Linked DNA regions of Hordeum vulgare: region 1 is linked to region 2. A link is a contact called in public Hi-C data. All regions are on one chromosome and are shown on one strand. The core of a region is the stretch at or near the end of the contact, and the rest is flanking DNA. Distances in the headings are between cores, read along the strand shown. Region 1 holds the start of LOC123430387. Region 2 holds the start of LOC123426934 (vacuolar iron transporter 1-like).

Region 1 (5,439 bases), core at 2,917-5,416, 130 kb before region 2:
ATGTTGATATTTTATTCTAAAATCCTGATCAAACATACATATGTTTGACTTTTATGGAAATTTTATGTACCTTGTATTCTAGAAGGGAGTATAGTACATGGGTTGCACTAACCCTGGGCTGTCTATCACAGGTGAAATTACATGCGGTGTGAGCTATGAATATCAGTATTGGAACTGTCGGGATAAATGCAATCAGTATTTACATGTTAAATAGCTGAACTAAAATTAAAGCTGTGTGCTGTTTTGCATCTTGTAATGGCTTCAGCACCATGGGCTGGCTGAAGTTAAACCCAGATCTTGTCCACCAGTCTGCATTCCTGGTTATTAGAGAACTAAACAGGCTTTTGTTTGTTAGAATTACAATGCTAGAATGACTGTGTTCCCCTGACATGATATCATACTGTTTATGCTTGTTGCCCCCCTTTATGCAAATGTTTGGTACTCAGATCACTAAAGTAGTTACCTAAATGCTCTTATATTTGTTTCCGGAGGGAATAGATTGTATTGGATGTTCATGCAATGTGTGTGCCAATAGCGCCTTGGGCTGTGAAAAGAACGTGGGTGATGAATGGCAAATATGGAATGCTGTTTGCAACATTTTTTCTGATTACGCTTGTATGTGCACTGCTGAGTGAACTGCTGAGCTCTACCATTGCACCGAAATACTGTTGCTTTCCCGCATTGATATATTTACACAGTTGCGCTTTGTATGAGCATTTCGTAGGGCCGCTTGCATTGTGTCCCCGAATCATCCGTTTGCTGTTGCCAGGGTACTGCCCGCCGCCCTCTTAATATTGATGCAGCGCCCTAAATTATATTGTGCACGATTTGGTGCATTAGCACCTCTTAAAATCGAAACAGAGTTAGATGAACGCTAGAACTGCGTAAGCTTTGCATCACTAATTACTGAAGAACGAAATGGTTGGCCTCTGGTTGTACTTCCAAGTAATACAGAGCAGTTTCACACCACCTGGATTCAAAAAATTATCTCAAAAGAAGAACAAAAAGAAGCAAAATAACACTACTCCCTACATTCATTTGCGCGACAAGTAGTACAGATCGGAGGGAGTAGTGATTTGATCTCCGAACCGAAAATCAACAGAGGTGGGAAAAGTGAGGCGTCAATTTCATAATGTCAATGTAGGCTTCGACGTGGACCATGCTCAAAATCACAGCAAAAGGCTACAAGGGTAACGGAAGCATCATTTGCTAAATCAAAGATTTTTCCCGGTGGTGTTTTGGGCGTTTTGGTAGAACGCGACTCCGAAACAACACTAGCTAATAGCCAAGCAAAAACAGATCAAACATCAAAAGTGATAAACATCAATCAAAAGTAATCACGAACCATGAAGAATGGATTGCACGAGTACACATGATGAGTCACCAAAATAATTATTATAGGCCGCAGAAAGTATGCTATAGTACACATAATGAGTCACCAAAGTACTTCTAGGCACTGAAAGTATGCTACTCCTACAACCTACTCCGTAGCAAGGACTCCAGGGTGTGGAAATTCACATTTCACCGGAGACAAGACACCGCGACGAGACTCGATACAACAGCTGATCAACAGAGTAACCTGTTGACTTCCCTCTTCAGCCACAGAGCGCGAAGCCTGGGCTCATACGAGAGAAAGATCTCCCGGTTCACCGTGTCCTTGAAAACATCAGCAGCTAGAACCCTGACTTGATCAGACACATCCGTCATAGAATGCAGAGCCTTGATACACCTTGAAATCGAGAACTGCTCGCCGTCCTTTTTGGTTTGTTCCTTCATGCGAGCCTGTTTCATTCTGAAGTCTAGATAAGCCTCCATGGTCTGTTGGATGTCGGACGCCTTGCGCTTCTTGGGCTTGTCCTTTTGTGGTTCTATGCAGGAGCTTGACTGCGCGGGTTCATCGGCTCTTTGTTGCGGCTTTGGGTCTGCCCCAGGCTGTGGTCTTTCCAATGCCTCTTCATCGTGATTTTGCAGCAGATCGACATCTTCCAGACCTTGTGATCCTAGCTCCAGAGTTCTTTGCAGTGTGCTGATGTTGTTCTCACCCTCATCAATGCTTCCAGGAACCAGTGCAGAAAGTCTTCTAGACATAATCTGCAGTGTGCTGGTGTTGTTGTCTTCCTCGTCAATAGACCCGACCCCCTCAGGAATATCCCCTATCATAGTAGCAGATTGGTTAAGTGGTGTTCCCTTTCAACAATGCTTCTGAACCAATTAGAAAGGGAAGGGAATTACTTTCAAGTAACATCTCCAGCGATTGAAGCAATGGAAAACTCTTACTTTGGTACTTCCGCGCTTTTGGTGACTCCTAGTAAATTAAAACAAAAAATTAAATATTATGTGGTCATATAAATAATCACTCGAGTAGGAGTTAGAATCTCACGTCGATTATCTCATCCCAGATTTCATCTGTTGTTCTGATCATAGAAGCATTCTGGTCCCATGAAACACCATCACGCTGAAGGATGGATTTTATCAATTTATAGTCTTTCTTCAGCTGAGTCTCATGTTCCTGAATTTGAACTTTAGTAAACCCTGCATCTGGGTGCCTATCATTAAATTCCTTAACAATTTTCTTCCATCCCTCACTTCTCCATCCGTTTGGAGTCCTATAATGTGAATTATTGTTCTCATGTAGTATATCAATAAGCCCCTTTTCAAACTTCATCACCCACCTTGCTCTGTTTGCCATTTAACCTTGGAACAAGCTACAAAGCACAAACGGTACTGTTCAGATAACGGCAGTCAAAGGCAAATAAATCAATCAATCAAGTAGCCACTAGTACAGTTGATTTTAACAAAAAAAAGTGAGTCAGCATTACTTAATCCATGGACATACATTGGATAGTTGGGTCAGCCGGTACTCCTATCTTTCTTGTGATCACTATTACTATATGTAATGCATTAGATACAAGGACAGGTAGCATTTACATCTGAATCCAACAATATCCCGCAATGATGAAAGGAAAACGGTATTAGTAGCATTGATATTTCAATCCAGCAATTTTAGCTTGTTATACACTTGATACGAGAAAGGCTCTTCCTACAAATAACGCCACCCAACCATTCAAAGCAACATGAGCTCTCAAAGCAAAACATTATCCTAAAGCATAGTTCAAAATGTCAAAACAACAACAGCACGTTTGGCAATATTTGGGAAGGGGAATGGGAGCTTAGTATAGGGAGTTATATTGAGATTAGACATGCGATGAGTCGTTTATTCTCAATCCCCTGTTTGGCGCAGGATAGGAATTCTGTGTGAGAATTGAAGGAGAATTTGCATTCCCTTGTTTGGTTCATGGAAATTGGCTATGGACTAGACCACGGGAGTGAACATAAGTTACGATGAAGGGTTAAGATTGACTCACTAAAACAATTCCCTCCCAACTCCCACTCCCTCCCCTGTTAATAAAATGGTGGGAGTTGTAGTCTCAAGTCCCATGCCTATTCCTTTATAAATTCTCAACCCCCCTAACCAAACAAAAGATTTGAAGTCTCATACCCCTTTAATTCTCATTCCCTGACTGTTATTACCCCCAACCAAACACGCTGCAAAAGCATTATCCTCTTCTTGCCTCTGGGGCAGGAACATGGAATTTCAGAAACAAATAGAGCGGACTAGCATCTGCAACAATGCATGTGATAAATTGACTCCTAGGAGAGCAACCGAAACAGGGGTGGAATGCTGAACCCCGTACATTTTCTTCTTCTTAATAGAATGAATTGCCATCAGATAATTCAACTTGAATGGTAACAACACCAAAATAGATGTAGATGCACCCGCACCTTGGACAATCCTATCAATGGGATGGAGTTCACTAAGATCGATCTTGAGCAAGAAATATCTAGCTGGGATTCGGTTTTTCACAGGGAACAAATTCCCGGAGAAAAACGAACAGCGATCCGAGCAAGCTAGGGTTTCCTTACCAGCCAACCAAAGGAGCCGCGTCGAGTGGGCCTTCCTCTCCACACCGACCCAGTCGGAGGGAAGAGGACGCCTGCTCGCCTGGTAAGCGTGCTTCGGTCGAGATCTATGGCGGGTTCGACCGGCGGCGCGGCCGGAGGAAGCCGGCGGCGTCGGAGCTAAGGGAAGAGGAATATTTTCCTCTTCCTTGGTAGGCTAGCTAAGTTTGGGGGTTTTGCGGAGGATGGGAATGGAAAATGTTTGGTTGGATTATCTGTTCATTCATTGTTTGGATGGTGGTGGATTGGGAGGCACCGAGAGGGTATTGGGTTGGGCTGGGTTGGGTTGAGATAAACAGCTTTGCAAGTCGTGCCGTTCTAAACCAGGGGGATTGGAATTTGGGAGACAGAGAGGGTAGATGATTTCCTGTGAGCAATGGTTTTTAATATTTGGAATTTTGAGACCATTTGAAATATGTCTAATGGTTTTTAAGAGTAGAAATGAGAGGAGATAATATGACTTCTTCATAATATTATTGGGAAATATGTATATGTTTCACATTTTTCAGGAATTTATAAAACCCTACCACGTTTCTCTAGATCTCGTTACTGCCTCGGGTGCCGATCCGCCACCAGATGGTCGTGGTCCCTCCCGTTCCTCCATGTGATGACCAATGTCGTCGAGGAGCTCACCCTTTGTCCATGCGAGCAAAGTGGGCGATGGTGCGGACGACCCCCTCCAGTTTGGGCCTCTGCTGGGTGGGGCTCGATTTGGATATTGATGGTTGTCGCTGCAGTTGGTGGTCGGTGGCTGGCGGGGTGGGGTTAGCCATTGTAGGTGGGCGTGAGGCAAGGAGTCATCCAAGGAGGGGAAGGAGTGGCCTTTTTCGTCCTCTACTGTGATGGTCCATGGTCGTAGGCGTGATACGTGGCCGGCCTCGGGGCCAAGAATGTCAGGGTGGTGGTTCCAAATTGCGGGGCTACACGGTTTGGTTCTTCAACAAGTAGGATGGTGCTTGGTGTTGGTGGTGTGCTTGGGTATGCGGGTGGCGATGTGCGTTGTGGTCAGTTATCTTGGCAAAGTTGTCGCCGTTGGTGGTGGCCAAGCCCTAATTTGGACATGATGTCCCCCGTTCCATCATGGTGAGGACCTCGTTGTGGAGGGCTAGTGGTGTGCTCACATGGCACGATGGAGATGAGTTCGAGCGAAAGCTTTGCGCATCAGCGCCGACAACGACAATGCATGTGGGTGGTGTGATCCTCTTGGGGCGCCACCTTGGTCCCTACCTCTGAGGGTGAAAAACTGTGCCATGTAATTACCCACAAGTATAGGGGATCGTTTGTAGCCTTTTTTGATAATTAAGAGTCAAACCCAACGAGGAGCTAAAGGTAGAGTTAATGTTCTCTCAAGTTCCATCGACCACTCGTACAACTCTACGCATGCTAATGCTTACTTTACCTAGAACAAGTATGAAACTACTTTGCGGGAAGGAAACTAGAAGTACTTAGTGGGTGTGATAGAAAGGTTTGCAAGGTAAT
Region 2 (6,053 bases), core at 1,186-3,685:
GGAATACTTATTTCTCCAGGGCCTGGTTAGTTTCTCTTACCAAATCTCATAACAGGTTAAAGTTTCTTACCTTAACATTCATATTTCCTCTTTAGGTGAACCGCAAGATTCAGGTATATCATTGCAGACTGTCCTGGAACTCGGGCCAACTATCCCAATATTCGGAGTTTGCATGGGTCTGCAGTGCATTGGGGAGGCTTTTGGAGGTTAGATTTATCCCTATGGACACATGGTTTTCCATTATCTGTTCTTCAGTCTTGCTGATGTTTTTTCTTTTATATGAATATACAGGGAAGATTATCCGCGTTCCTTCTGGTGTAATGCATGGAAAAAGCTCTCCAGTTTACTATGATGAAGTTCTAGGAAAGTCCATATTCGAGGGCTTGTCAAAGTATGATTTTTCAACCATTTAGTAAACAATGGATTGTTCAGTTCTAGCTTAAATTACATAACAGTCAGCTGACACTGCTATCACAAACATTGAACTGAACACATCTTGTGACTGCTTCTGTTTTTATGATAGCCAGGAATGCTTTTGAGCTCTATTTTACCTGTTTAGTGCACTTTGGTTTATCTTGAGAAATTTTGTAACGTATGCCATGCAATGGGGAGTTGAATTTTCAACATATTCAGTTAGTAATGATGATAGTATGCTAGAATGGAGGTAGCTTTTTTTGTCAACCACGGAGAATGTTTGTGTTTGTTTCCTTGTTCAGCCTGGCACTTCTCCAAATTGAGCTTCTGATTTGACATGATCCTCACTTGGACGAACAGCCCTTTTACCGCCGCAAGATATCATAGCTTGGTCATTGAGGAGGAAAGCTTCCCACATGATGAGCTGGAAGTTACGGCATGGACTGAAGATGGACTTGTCATGGCTGCTCGCCATAAGAAGTACACACATATCCAGGTATTCCTCAACCCCACACATTATGTGTCGCTTAGGCACAATTCTCCTGCCGGTCTCGTGAGACTGCTAACTGATATGGTGTAATTTTTCCAGGGGGTCCAGTTCCACCCAGAGAGTATTATCACACCTGAAGGCAAGAGGATCATCCTCAACTTTGCGAGATACGTCGAGGAGTTCGAGAAGCAGACCTCCCAGGGGAAGTAGTGGATTCAATTCAGGAAGCAGAGCAGTTAGAGGAAGTAGAGGCTATTGTTGAGAGATCAGGCAGGTAGGAAAGGGCCTAAAAGCAAAGCAGATTCAGAGGAAAGGAATAAGGGCAAAGAGCTTTCCGTTGCCATACGTTTGGTTCATTGTAGTATAATCATTGTGGATCGAGATCCCGTATGAACTTCATTCGGTCAAAATTATGTGGGTCGTGGTGCTCTTTCTCAAGTAATAAATGGGTAAATCGATGGAAACTGAAGCTGTTGGCAATTCGTACTGGTTCCAGGCCCAGGCCTTCTGGCACAGTGCTTCAGAATTCAGAGTGCTCAGAGTGTTGGCTATTTGTTCTCTGTTCCGGTTTATGCCTTTCCCAACTCCTTTATTTTTTGTTTTTGAGAAATGAGAAAAGCATCTCCCAACTCCTAGCTGAATGTTCGGCCCATTAGGCCTTGTACAATGCTAGGTGCTTAGGGATGCTTAGAAAAATAAATCAGATTTTTTTTAAGCATCAGTGTCTATTTCTTCAAAAGAAACGTCTAATTAAACTTTTATTCTTTACAAATGAACATCAATGCTTACAAGAAACTACTACCTCCGTCCGGAAATACTTGTCTTATAGATGAATGTATCTAGATTTATTTTGATTATAAATACATCCATCATATTCATTTTTAGAACAAGTATTTTCGGATGGAGGGAGTAGTTTATTTCTCTAAGCATCTTCTGTAAACGTCTTGCATTGTACGAGACCTTACTAATCCTGTGAGCGAAGGTCCAGTACGATGTAGAAGAGCCCCACCACGGGTACTGGGCCGTCGCAGCTGTGCCGACTAAAACCACCTACCCTTTTTTCCCAGAAAAACAAGAGTAAAATCACCGCCTCTATAAATAGCGATTCAGATAGGACGAGAAGGGAGTCCAACGCACCATACCTCCAGCCCCCGTTCCCTTCCACCTGTCCGCCTCCCTCTCGCTTGTCGGCTCGATTCTGTCTGTTGCCCTCGCGAGCGAGGGCGGCGGCGGCGATGGACGGCCACGGCGACGGCCGGCAGCCCATGCTGGGGAAGGGCCCGCCGAGCCACCGGGAGCGGCACTTCACGGCCGGGGAGGTGGTGCGCGACGTCATCATGGGCGTCTCCGACGGCCTCACCGTGCCCTTCGCCCTCGCCGCCGGCCTCTCCGGCGCCAGCGCGCCTTCGTCGCTCGTCCTCACCGCCGGCCTCGCCGAGGTCGCCGCCGGGGCGATCTCCATGGGCCTCGGAGGGTAACTTCCGATCCCTCCTGTCATCTGCTTTGCTTCTCAATCACGCGCCGCTCATCTAGTAGCGAGGTAACCGAGGTTACAATACAATACAGATACATATTGTTTTGTCAACACTCGTGCCTGACTTCACGGAATGGTTCTTGCCTGTTTGCAATGCTCCCGCTGTTAGGATTGTGTCCGACTGTATTACTTCTTATAGTGAATCTGCAGTCGTATTTCTGCATATCTGAGCTAGTATTTTTAATGTCATGAAGCTAGATCCAAGTCAGCCATGGCTACATATATTCACCACGGCACATGTTTACGTGCTAAATTTTACTCCCTCCATCCCACAATATAAGAGCGTTTTTTAAACTAGCGTAGTGTCAAAAACGTTCTTATATTATGGAAAGGAGGGAGCACTTTGTTATCTCGTGAACGCCTGCTCATTCTTCTGCAGATTGCATTGCACACACAAGGACGTCGCTGTCTAACCGTCTGTTCTTCACTTTTAGTCTCAACTGCAACTTGTAAATTACCCTCATGTCGACCCAAGAAATTGTTGGGGGGAAAGTTAGCCCGTGAGATGGACAAGTGCGCGGACATGTGGCCCTCTTCGACGTGCTATTTCAGCACACTTTATGTTAACATCACGACTTTTTCAATTCAGAAAGTGCCCACAAATGGTAGTGGGTTGGAGAATAATTACTTGTCCCTATATAAACTGTGGAAAAAGACTAGATCACATTGTTTACAATTCAAAAAGGCGCCCACGAATGCATGATTGTCAATTTTCTGATCCGCCACTGTGCCATGTGGGTAGGTACCTGGCTGCCCAAAGCGAGGCAGATCACTACAAGCGGGAGATGAAGAGAGAGCAGGAGGAGATCATTGCCGTCCCAGACACCGGTAGATGGACATAACTGGATAGCAAGTTCCCAGATTCCCCCAGTGTGTATGTAACTTGCAGCCTAACCACCGTTGGTATTTTGACTTTTTTAATGATCATTCAGAGGCTGCTGAGATTGGGGATATCATGGCGGAGTATGGGCTCGAACCGCATGAGTATGGCCCCGTTGTGGAGGGCCTCCGGAGGAACCCGCAGGCCTGGCTCGAGTTCATGATGAGGTATATGACAATCAGCTACTTACACTGAATTGTTTCTATTGTACCATACTGAAAATGTAGATACTGCCATAGTTTTCAAGTAAACAAAGGAGCCGTAACAGTCAAAGGAAAAACATACCGGATGAACCGTAACAGTTTTTTGTAAAAAAAATACAGTGATAGGCATGATTTTGCTTTACTAACCGGAGAAATGTGTTCAGGTTCGAGCTGGGATTGGAGAAGCCGGACCCTAGAAGAGCTCTGCAGAGTGCTTTAACAATAGCACTATCTTATATCATCGGTGGATTGGTCCCTCTCCTGCCCTACATGTTCATCTCCACGGTCCAGGACGCCATGCTCACATCAGTTGGAGTCACGCTGCTCGCTCTCCTTTTCTTTGGCTACATCAAGGGTCGGTTTACTGGGAACCGCCCATTCCTTAGCGCTGTCCAGACTACCATTATTGGTGCTGTTGCTTCTGCTGCGGCGTACGGGATGGCGAAGGCTGTGCAAGCTAGATAGTCTTATGGGGTGCACTCAGTATCCAAACTTTTCACTAGACTGCAATGTATTCAGAACAGATGTGATTTTGCTTCTTTGAACAATGCATTATATTACATTACAATCAGTTGCAGAAGAAGCTAGTCTGCTCCTCCTTTATCTAAAACAAAAACTCTTACCTTACACGTAGTCATGAATAATTGTTGGGAGGATAAAATACTTGCATGCTAGCTCTATGTAAGCTGAACTGAGATGTCAAGTAAGTGAAATTAGTGCACAAAGTCTATCCTGAGTGAGACCAACATAACTTATCAAGCACACGTTTTGTTGTAGACTGGGACTCTATGGGTAAACTTATCAAAGTTACTGTTCTACCACAACTAGTTTTAAATAGAAGAAGCATGAGCTAGAACAGAATAATACTCCCTCCGTTTCTAAATATAAGTCTTTTTACATATTTTATTAGAGGATTACATACGGAGCAAAATGATTGAATCTACACTTTAATGTATGTCTATATGTTGTTTTTTAGTAGAAACTCTTAAAGACTTATATTTAGGAACGGAGGAAGTAGAATATACCTTACGATGATTTCAACTGTCAGCCCAACCTGAGAGAGCAGTGTTGCCTGAGCAAGGAGAATCATCTGAACCCTATAAGCAGCCAATACATCATTGGTATACAGGTAGACCAATTGCTAAAGAAAATGCTCAAGGCGTCTCAGAATTCAAGTTTCAAGTGAACATCTGTCACCATCTTATTTATTTACTAATAAGAGAAGCAAAATTACAGAACCAAAAGACCATGTACCATGTAGGCTTTCCCCATGCTACGCTGTGAAGTATGTATCCCTCGTCGAGGAGTGGAGTAGCAATATTCGTCTGCCTAAACTTGCAGAGCCTAATCATATTGCATCCTCCCATCTCGGAGACCAATGGTTCTTCACTGGTGAGGAAGTACTCAAAAGATGCCTTTACGCAGAAATCTTATCTATCGTGGTAGCTCTTGGCTGGCTTCTTCTTGACAAGTTCGCTGATCAGCGAAGTATAAACGCCAAAATCTGGCACCATTCCTTTTGCACTTTTCAGCTCTTCAGAATCAGTAACTTTTCCATGCTTGCACTGCCCATCCAAGAGTATGTTGTATGTGATATCATCAGGGGTGACCCCTATATTGAGCATTGCATGCAGAAGCATGTCGGCATTCTTGAGCTGCCCCAGCTTGCAGAGGCCACTGATAATCACATTATATGTCACAACTCCTGGTTTTCGACCCTTGTTCTGCATCTCCTTCAGTAGTTTAAAGCCTGTCTTTACGTCGCCTTTCCTACAGAAGGCGTCAATCACCATCGTGTAGGTCGTGTTGTCGGGCTCCAAACCAGCTTTCATCATCTCAACAAGGACCCTCTGGGCATTGACAGGCCGTCCTGCCTTGCTCAGCCCGGAGATGAGTGCTGTATATGTTACCTCATCCAACGCAACCTCCTCGTCTGCCATTTTCTGCTTAATATCCATCGCCGTGTCTAGCTTGCCGTCCTTGCAGCAACCATCAATGAGGGTGGTGTAAGTCACCTTATCTGGCTTCAGACCTATGCTCCTCATCTCTTCCACGATGCATTCGGCAGCCTTAAAATTTCTTGCCCGACAAAGCCCATTCACCAGTGCATTGTATGCCACCAAATCTGGCATGACACCCCTTGCCCTCATGTCCTGGTACAAGTCCATTCCAGCCTTCACATCCCCATCCTTACAATGTGCATCTATCAATGTTGTGAACACGATGGCATTGGGTTTCACGCCTCTTTCGCGCATTTCATCGAACATCTTTGTTGCATCTTCCATCCTCCCTGAACTGGACAAACCCTTTATCAGAGCGCTGTAGGTGTAGACATCAGGTGTGACACCCATCTGGATCATTCCCTTGTACAGGCCGTCTACACCGTCCAGATCGCGCGCTCTACACATGCCTGTAATCAAGGTGTTGAAGCTGACCACAGTCGGCTGCACGCTCCTGGTTCGCATTTCGTCGAACACTTTGCGTGCACTGGCAAGGTCTCCAAATCTAACGAAATCTCGCATCAGCACGTTG

Evidence for each region. A called contact is a pair of places that touch in the nucleus more often than the background predicts.
Region 1: a Hi-C map of leaf shows a contact between it and region 2, with 6 times the contacts expected there. The contact joins the promoter of LOC123430387 here to the promoter of LOC123426934 in region 2. A contact is called at or near these places in 3 of 6 Hi-C or Micro-C datasets (leaf and seedling) and 1 of 1 datasets of contacts at active chromatin or transcription factors (embryo).

Annotation. Positions count from the first base shown.
Region 1 is chr2H:514,743,304-514,748,742 of MorexV3_pseudomolecules_assembly, reverse strand. It overlaps LOC123430387, which reads right to left and starts at 4,166. Exons shown (of 4, transcript XM_045114254.1): 1 at 3,925-4,166; 2 at 2,381-2,705; 3 at 2,233-2,305; 4 at 1,377-2,153. The coding sequence starts at 2,689. The coding sequence ends at 1,567.
Region 2 is chr2H:514,607,323-514,613,375 of MorexV3_pseudomolecules_assembly, reverse strand. It overlaps LOC123426934 (vacuolar iron transporter 1-like), which reads left to right and starts at 2,435. Exons shown (of 3, transcript XM_045110854.1): 1 at 2,435-3,266; 2 at 3,371-3,485; 3 at 3,686-4,086. The coding sequence starts at 2,999. The coding sequence ends at 3,986. It overlaps LOC123426933 (anthranilate synthase beta subunit 1, chloroplastic-like), which reads left to right. Exons shown (of 8, transcript XM_045110852.1): 4 at 1-25; 5 at 96-206; 6 at 292-391; 7 at 775-910; 8 at 1,004-1,368. The coding sequence ends at 1,114. LOC123430386 (putative pentatricopeptide repeat-containing protein At1g09680) reads right to left here. Exons shown (of 1, transcript XM_045114252.1): 1 at 4,698-6,053. The coding sequence ends at 4,952.